Linked DNA regions of Sus scrofa: region 2 is linked to region 1. The links are chromatin contacts, called in public Hi-C maps. All regions are on one chromosome and are shown on one strand. The core of a region is the stretch at or near the end of the contact, and the rest is flanking DNA. Distances in the headings are between cores, read along the strand shown. Region 1 has its middle 45 kb from the start of USP24. Region 2 overlaps USP24 (ubiquitin carboxyl-terminal hydrolase 24).

Region 1 (4,034 bases), core at 461-2,960:
AAATGAACCCCGACCCAAATCTCACACCTTATACCAAAAAAAAAAAAAAAAAAAAAACCCTCCAAATTAATTATAGACTTTAATGGAAAACGCAAAGCTTCAAAATTTGGGGGAAAAAACATAGGAGAAAACCTTCAAGATCTATAAAAGGAAAAATGTACAAACTGTACTTTTATCAATATTAAAAAATTTTGCTCTGTGAAAGACTCTAGGAAAAGGATGAAAAGTCAGACTATAGACTAGTAGAAAATGTTTGCAAACTACATATCTGACAAAAGGTAGGATATATAAACATCACTCAAAATACAACAGTTAAAATAAAAAACAGGGAGTTCCCGTCGTGGCGCAGTGGTTAACGAAACCGACTAGGAACCATAAGGTTGTGGGTTCGGTCCCTGCCCTTGCTCAGTGGGTTAACGATCCGGCATTGCGGTAAGCTGTGGTGTAGGTTGCAGACACGGCTCGGATCCCGAGTTGCTGTGGCTCTGGCGTAGGCTGGTGGCTACAGCTCCGATTCAACCCCTAGCCTGGGAACCTCCATATGCCGCGGGATCGGCCCTAGAAATGGCAAAAAAAAAAAAGACAAAAAAAATTTAAATAAAAAAAAAAAAAAATCCAATTAGAAAGTGACAAAGAGATGTGTAGAGACATTTCACTAAAGAGGGTATCCAGATGGTAATAAACACAGGAAAAGATGGTTAACATGTTAGCCATTAGGGAGATGAGAATTAAAACCACTACACATATATCCCAATGGCTAAAATAATAGGGTGACAGCACCAAATGCTGGTAAGACTTCAGAGAAATTGGATCACTCATACATTGCCGGTCGGATATAAAATAGTACACAACTCTGGAAAACACACTGGCCATTCCTTTAAAAATTAAATGTGCAGTTACCAGACAAACCAGCAATGGCATTCCTGAGCATTTATTCCAGAAAAATGAGAACTTATGTTCAGGTGAAAACCTATACACAATTTTTATAGCAGCTAGAAACAACCAGGTGTCCTTCTGAATTTTTTACAAATACTAACAATGCTGCTGCAATGACCACTGTTGTGACACATCTTCCTGTACACACTTGAGAGCTTGGCAGACACTGCTGCATGCCTGCCTGTAATTCATTCTCACCTTCTAAGGTTATTTCAATGAATGAGTCAGACATGATCCCTGCTATTATATAGTTACAATTTTGGAGGAGAGATAGACAAGTAAACAAGTTTATACAACTGATTCTTCAGTAACGGGCTGTTATAAAACCATCAGTTCACTGCTACCTCAACCTCAAAAGATACCATTCTGCACATCGGACTGTTTTATGCTTTTATGCAAAACTCATCACGAAACTTTCCAAAGGACTAGGTGATAGCCCCAAGGAACCCCAATTAAATCTGTGTGACTTACGTAGAAATCAATGGCTCAAGGAACACTTTGCTCCTGCCAAATTTTCAAGGCAATAGCCAGTTATTTAACAGCAAAAGCAATATTTGGGGATAGCCGAAGGGATTGCAATTCTGGATATGAGAAGCATAGAGGACCATAGGCAAATCCAGAGCACAAAGAAAGGGAATTTGATTTTATAGGGAAAAGGGGGAGTTGGGAGAGGCTGTAAAAACCAGAGTCCACTGAACGAAGCTGGTTGGACTGCCATGGTCTCTGAATGGCTGGGCTCTCCTCTGGCAGAGAGTTTTCTGCTTCCTGCTGGATTGTAAAGTAAGCAGCAGGGTCCTGTCGGGGGTTCTCGGAGAAGTCTCTTCCAGTTTAGAGTAATTGACCTGCAGGACGGGGTGTGAGAGCTCCCCCTAAAGGCCTGTCCTGACTCCAATTTTAGCTGAGGCTAAATTCCACACCTGATCTAATCATTTGTGGGAAAAAAATCAAACAAACACATTTCACCCTATTCCTAGACCCATGTATGAGTGACTTGACAGAGTAAGTAAAATTATTAAGGGCCCATACACTAGAATCAGATAATCCCAACTTCCCCACTTTTTCATAAGTAAACTTTACTTCTTTTTCGTTCATTTGGTTTTGGTTTTGGTTTTGGTTTTTGGTTTTGTTTTGTTCTGTTTTTCTGGCTGCACCCATGGCTTATGGAAGTTCCCTGGCAAGCAACACCAGATCCTTAACCCACTGCTCCATAGCAGAGACTGAACCTGTGCCTCAGCAATGACCCAAGCAGATCCTTAACCCCGTTACACCGCAGTGGTACTCCTTTACTTTTTTTTGTTGTTGTTGTTGCCATTTCTTGGGCCGCTCCCACAGCATATGGTGGTTCCCAGGCTAGGGATCTAATTGGAGCTGCAGCCACCGGCCTACACCAGAGCCACAGCAATGCGGGATCCGAGCCGCATCTGCAACCTACACCACAGCTCATGGCAACACCAGATCCTTAACCCTGAGCAAGGCCAGGGATCGAACCTGCAACCTCATGGTCCCTCGTCGGATCCCTTAACCACTGTCACGACGGGAACTCCACTCCTTTACCTCTTTTAAGCTTCAGCTTCCTGTCTTGCAAGAAGAGACTTAATAAAAGTATCCACTTAATAAGTCAATTGTTATTAAATAATTGTTGGTCAATTGTTTAATTGTCAATTATTTTATTTAAATAAAATAATGCATATTAATGCACTCAGCACAGTGCCTAGCACACAGCAATCGATTTCTCTATTTCATCATATGATAACAGTGAAACATTTGGATTATTTCCTTGGGATGATTCTTAGGTGTGGAAGTACAAATCAAGGAACTTCAGCATTTTGAAATCTCACGAAACATGCTATTTTCTAAGAAGGGAGGTCCCGTTGTGGCACATTCTCCACAGACCTGAAGCTACCTCTTCTGTTTATCATTTCTAGGGTAGCTACAGTGGATCCCACTGGTGTCCCTTTTTCTACCCAATGGAAGGGAGTATCACTAACAAAATTCTGCTGCCCTCTTCCGAACAGAATTGCCCTGGACCAAACTGGAGCACCCTCACCAGAGAGGCTATCCTACTCCCTCCTCCACCCTACCTGTCCATGGACCTCTGCCAATAACGGAATGATATCTGGGGACAAAAAGCTCCCTCCCTTTCTCCGAAATGAGACTAACCCTGCAGTACAATGTGTGCTCTAGAGCTTCCCCGTGGCAGCTGACTAAAGCCAGGCTCTGGAGGAGACCACACTTGCTTAGCTTTTTTCTTCTGCCCTCTGCCACATCTGTCACTCCCTTCTCCTGGGATCATTCTTCCACTAAATCTCTTGAACAAGAATCCCTGTCTTGGGCTCTGCTTCTAAGGAACACAAGCTAAGGCAGCAGGCTTTCCAGGAATAAATAATTTCTTTTCTTTTTTTTTTTTTTTTTTAGGGCTGCACCTGCGGCATAAGGAAGTTCCCAGGCTAGGGGTCAAATCGGAGCTACAGCTGCCAGCCACAGCCACAGCCACAGCAACGTGAGATCTAAGCCATGTCTTTGACCTACATCACAGTTCATGGCAACCCTGGATCCCCGACCCACCGAGCGAGGTCAGAGATCGAACCCACATCCTCAGGCGTACTAGTCAGATTCGTTTCCACTGTGCCACAATGGGAACTCCCAGGAATGATTTCTCTTTGTACCTTTGTACCCCAAATCATTCTGAGTCACTTCTTTGTTGGCACCCCGAGCAAGTTAACTCCTTTTTTTTCTCCCTTGGTGGTTGAGTAAGCCAAGGGCTGCATTGTTTCAGTAGCGTGTCCAAGGTCATCCAGTGTGTTAGTTAATATTTACCGAGACTCCTGAGGCGAAGTGACCTAAATGTGACTTTGGACTAGTGGCAGCTGGAACCCTGGCTTGGCGCCTGGCCCTGATGGACTGAAATCTCACATCTCATTCGTGTCCCCAGGGTAGGTCCTTCTGAGTACAAAATGACACACACTGGCTCAGCAGCCTCAGTACAGAGGTATAGAAAGTGCTTTTTCCAGGGGCCGAGAGGCTGGGATGTGCACAATCCTACAGTCAGAGCTGGAGAATACCATGGTGGTTGCGTAATCAAACAGATGGGGAAACTG
Region 2 (3,617 bases), core at 533-3,032, 68 kb after region 1:
GTTAGTGACTTGAAATTGGATGTTCATGTTTTCATGTTTTTCCTTAAGCACTTGACATATGTGGGGCTGATTGTTCATTTTTTGGGTAAAAGACAAATGCATTTTTAAAAATCACAGAGAAATGTTTTGGAATCAGTTTGCATCTTTGTTTTTCTGGACATCAATCAAACATATGGAAGCTCTTTTGAGTACAGTGTTGGCTAATAGTTCAGCAATTTGAATTTAGTATTAAAATAAACAGTATAAGTAATCTTCTGTCTCTTAAGTTGAATAATTGTCTGTATTTCTTGAGTTAGTGGGCAGACAGGAGCATAGCTTATCTCTGCACTAACAGGCGGTACTTACTCCAGTAGGTTTTGCTTCTTTAAACAAAGAAGGCTAAAATTTTAATACATTCTTGAGTTCAAGAGCCAATGGTTTGTTGTTTTTTGTAAAACTCGAAGGTAGTTTTCTAAGCAAATATTAAAACTCTATTATTAACTTTAAAGCTTATGCAATAATATTTTAAAACCCAGTTGCAAGGGTTAAGTAAATTATACTGTTTTGTGTACTCAGCCCCCAATTAAGTTATTGCCGGTGTTGTATTTTATTTACATTGGTTCATCTGCATTTTTCAAACAGGCTGGTGTCTAGAAATGGGTGGTGACATTTATGAACATGTCTAATTGAAAATTATGTTTCATGCAGAAAAATATTTTTGTCGAAATAATCTGCATGTTAAATCTAAAGATCTTTGCTAAACTGTGGAGGTAGATTTACCCTGTACAGTGACAGCACTTATTTTCATGAAGAATTTTATTCCAACGATTGAAAGTAGTAAGCCCTTTTGTAAGTAAATAATAAGCCTTACACTGGACAGTTTGCCAATAATGAACTTATAATCACAACTACATGAATTCCTAGCATGTTTATGACATTATCAAATATTACAGGAGTTACAGAGGTCTTTTATATTTTAATTTGTATTTATGGACATAAATAAAATTACTTATTTAGGAAGTAGCCTAATTTCCAGCAATTGTTTTGATTTTAATTTTAAAATGGTCCATTCAGAAATTTTAAAGTTAACACATTAACTCATCTGTCATTTTTCTTGGATGACCAAATACACAAGGTTCAGTATGAGAAATTTTTCAGGTTAAAAGAGACATTCAAGAATTGTTTGTGAGCTCCTTTTGCTTCTTAGTGACAGAATTGTCCATCTCTAACAAATGCTTCATGTATGTAAATATTGTAAAACATTAAAAAATTAAGTATCTTAAAATTTTAATGAAATCGGTAGGCTATCATAATAAAAAGTAAAGACCTGGCCTCATATAGTCAAAAGGCTGAAAACATTGAAGTTTTGTTACTTAACACTTGAAATAATGCCGGTTTTGAAATATTAACGCTCGGTAGCTCTGTTACCCTTTGCCCCTAATACTGTTTCCCTTAAACATGCGGGAGAAGGGATGGATCCAAGCCAAGCCCACGACCTGGCTTGGATCCGCCCCTGCTCTTGTTCACATTGTCCTGCTCTCTAAAGACGGAATCATTTGTGTCTTTATCTCTGTCCCCAAAGTTAAGTACCTTGTCTGGAACGTAGTGAGCTTTTGATAAGTGTATTTCTAATCAATTTAGAATCAGTGGTCATCAGCATTTACTTGAGTATCATTTGGATTTGGCATCAAATGAGAAAATAGTGTTTTACACTCCACAGTTGTTATTAAAAGCCCTATACCTATGTCCGTTGGGAGCTCTTTTGCAATAGGACCGTTCCTAGTTGCTTTGCATGTGTTCTCTTGCTCAATAGGTAATTTTTGCCAAGGACAGTCTCTACTCAAAATGATGACTCAGAGTATTAGACCAACCTAAATATATCCATATTCATGTCACTCTTTCCTTCTCTCTTGTGATTCCCTTTCTCTTTTGTGTTGGTAGCACCCTCCTCAAAATGTAGTGTTGTTCAGTATCATTTTTTAATACTGATGTTCACCATGTATGTTCCTCCCACCCCTCCCCCCTTTTTTTACTTTTTAGGGCCGCACCCACGGTATATGGAAGTTCCCAGGCTAGGGGTTGAATCGGCGCTACAGCTGCCAGCCTACACCACAGCCATAGCAACATCAGATCGGAGCCATGTTGCGACCCACACCACAGCTCACAGCACCCACTGGGTGAGGCCAGGGATCAAAGCCGCAACCTCATGGTTACTAGGTGGTTCGTTTCTGTTGCTCCGCTACAGGAACTCCAAATTTACTCTTTTAAAGGGTGCATTCATAGAGTTGTGCCAACTATCACCACTCTTTAATCTTTGAGTATTTTTTATTATCCTAAAGAAACCTTACACCCATTTTTAACAGTCACTCTCCTTTTTTCCCTCTTCTCATTTTCTGGCAGCCACTTATCTACTCCTTATGTCTGTATTTGCCTATTGGAGAGATATTACATATAAATGAAACTATATACTATGTGGCTTTTTATGTCTGGCTTCTTTCTCTTAGCATAGTGTTTTTGAAGTTCCCAGGCTAGGGGTCTAATCGGAGCAACAGCTGCCTGCCTACACCAGAGCCACAGCAACGCCACATCTGAGCTGCATCTGTGACCTACACCACAGCTGACGGCAATGCCCAATCCCTAACCCACTGAGTGAGGCCAGGGATCAAACCCACAACCTCATGGTTCCTAGTTGGATTCATTTCCGCTGCCCCACGATGGGAACTTCCAGTATTTTGTGCATTTTTAAGGCCAAAAAATACTCCATTGTATGGATATATTATATTCATCAGTTTTGGTGGACATTTGGCTTTTTATCATTTTTTGATTTATTATTAACAGTGCTGCTATGAACATGTGTGTGCAAGTTTTCCTGTGGAAATATGTCTCATTTCTCTTGGTTATATCTCATTGGTTTATCTGCAAATAGAATTACTGTGTCCTGTAGTAACCATGATTAACTTTTGAGGAACTGCTAGATCATCTTGCAAAGAAGCTATACCATTTATAATCCAACCAGCAATACATGAAGGTTCCAATTTATCCACTCACTCACCAGTACTTGTTATTGTCTGTCTTTTAATTTAGCCATTCTAGTGTGTGTGAAGTGGTATCTTGTGGATTTGATTTGCATTTCCCTAGTGACCAGTGATGCTAAGCAACTTCTCATGTGCTCATTATTGGCCACTTATATATCCTCTTTGGAGAAGTGTCCATTTTTTTTTTTTTTTTTTTTGAGTTGTCTTTTTGTTGCATTATAAGAATTCTTTTATATCGTAAAAGTTCTTTTATATTTTAGATAAAAGTTTGTTATATATTAAACTCGCAATTATTTTCTCTCATTCTGCGATTGTCTTTCCACTCTCCTAATGCTATCCTTTGATGCACAAAACTTTTTCATTTTGATGAAGTTTAAAATTCACAATTTATCTTTTTTTTTTTTTTGTCATGTTCTTGGTGTCCCAAGAAATATTCCCTAATCCAAGATCATGTGGATTTGCTCCTTTGTTAAATTTTGAGTTAATCTTTTTATGTGGTGTGAAATAGGTCCAGTTTTATTCTTTTGCCTATGTGTATTTAATTGTCTAGTATCATTTGTTAAAAAGCTAACTTTCACTTCGTTGCTTAAAAAGCCTTTGTCA

The links. A called contact is a pair of places that touch in the nucleus more often than the background predicts.
Region 2: a Hi-C map of liver shows a contact between it and region 1, with 5 times the contacts expected there. The contact joins two enhancer-like sites. A contact is called at or near these places in 1 of 5 promoter capture datasets (liver), 9 of 47 Hi-C or Micro-C datasets (heart right ventricle, liver and skeletal muscle) and 2 of 2 datasets of contacts at active chromatin or transcription factors (alveolar macrophages and skeletal muscle).

What each region holds. Positions count from the first base shown.
Region 1 is chr6:157,173,516-157,177,549 of Sscrofa11.1, forward strand. No RefSeq gene overlaps it. Among named protein-coding and RNA genes, the nearest start is that of USP24, 45 kb to the right of the region's middle. Within about 2 kb of position 1,711, at least 18 of the 83 cell types and tissues checked have an H3K27ac peak or open chromatin away from gene starts, as enhancers often do. A contact at or near this core is called in liver and skeletal muscle, where this site is marked.
Region 2 is chr6:157,241,724-157,245,340 of Sscrofa11.1, forward strand. All of the region lies in intron 1 of USP24 (ubiquitin carboxyl-terminal hydrolase 24), which reads left to right. Among named protein-coding and RNA genes, the nearest start is that of USP24, 23 kb to the left of the region's middle. Within about 2 kb of position 1,783, at least 18 of the 83 cell types and tissues checked have an H3K27ac peak or open chromatin away from gene starts, as enhancers often do. A contact at or near this core is called in liver and skeletal muscle, where this site is marked.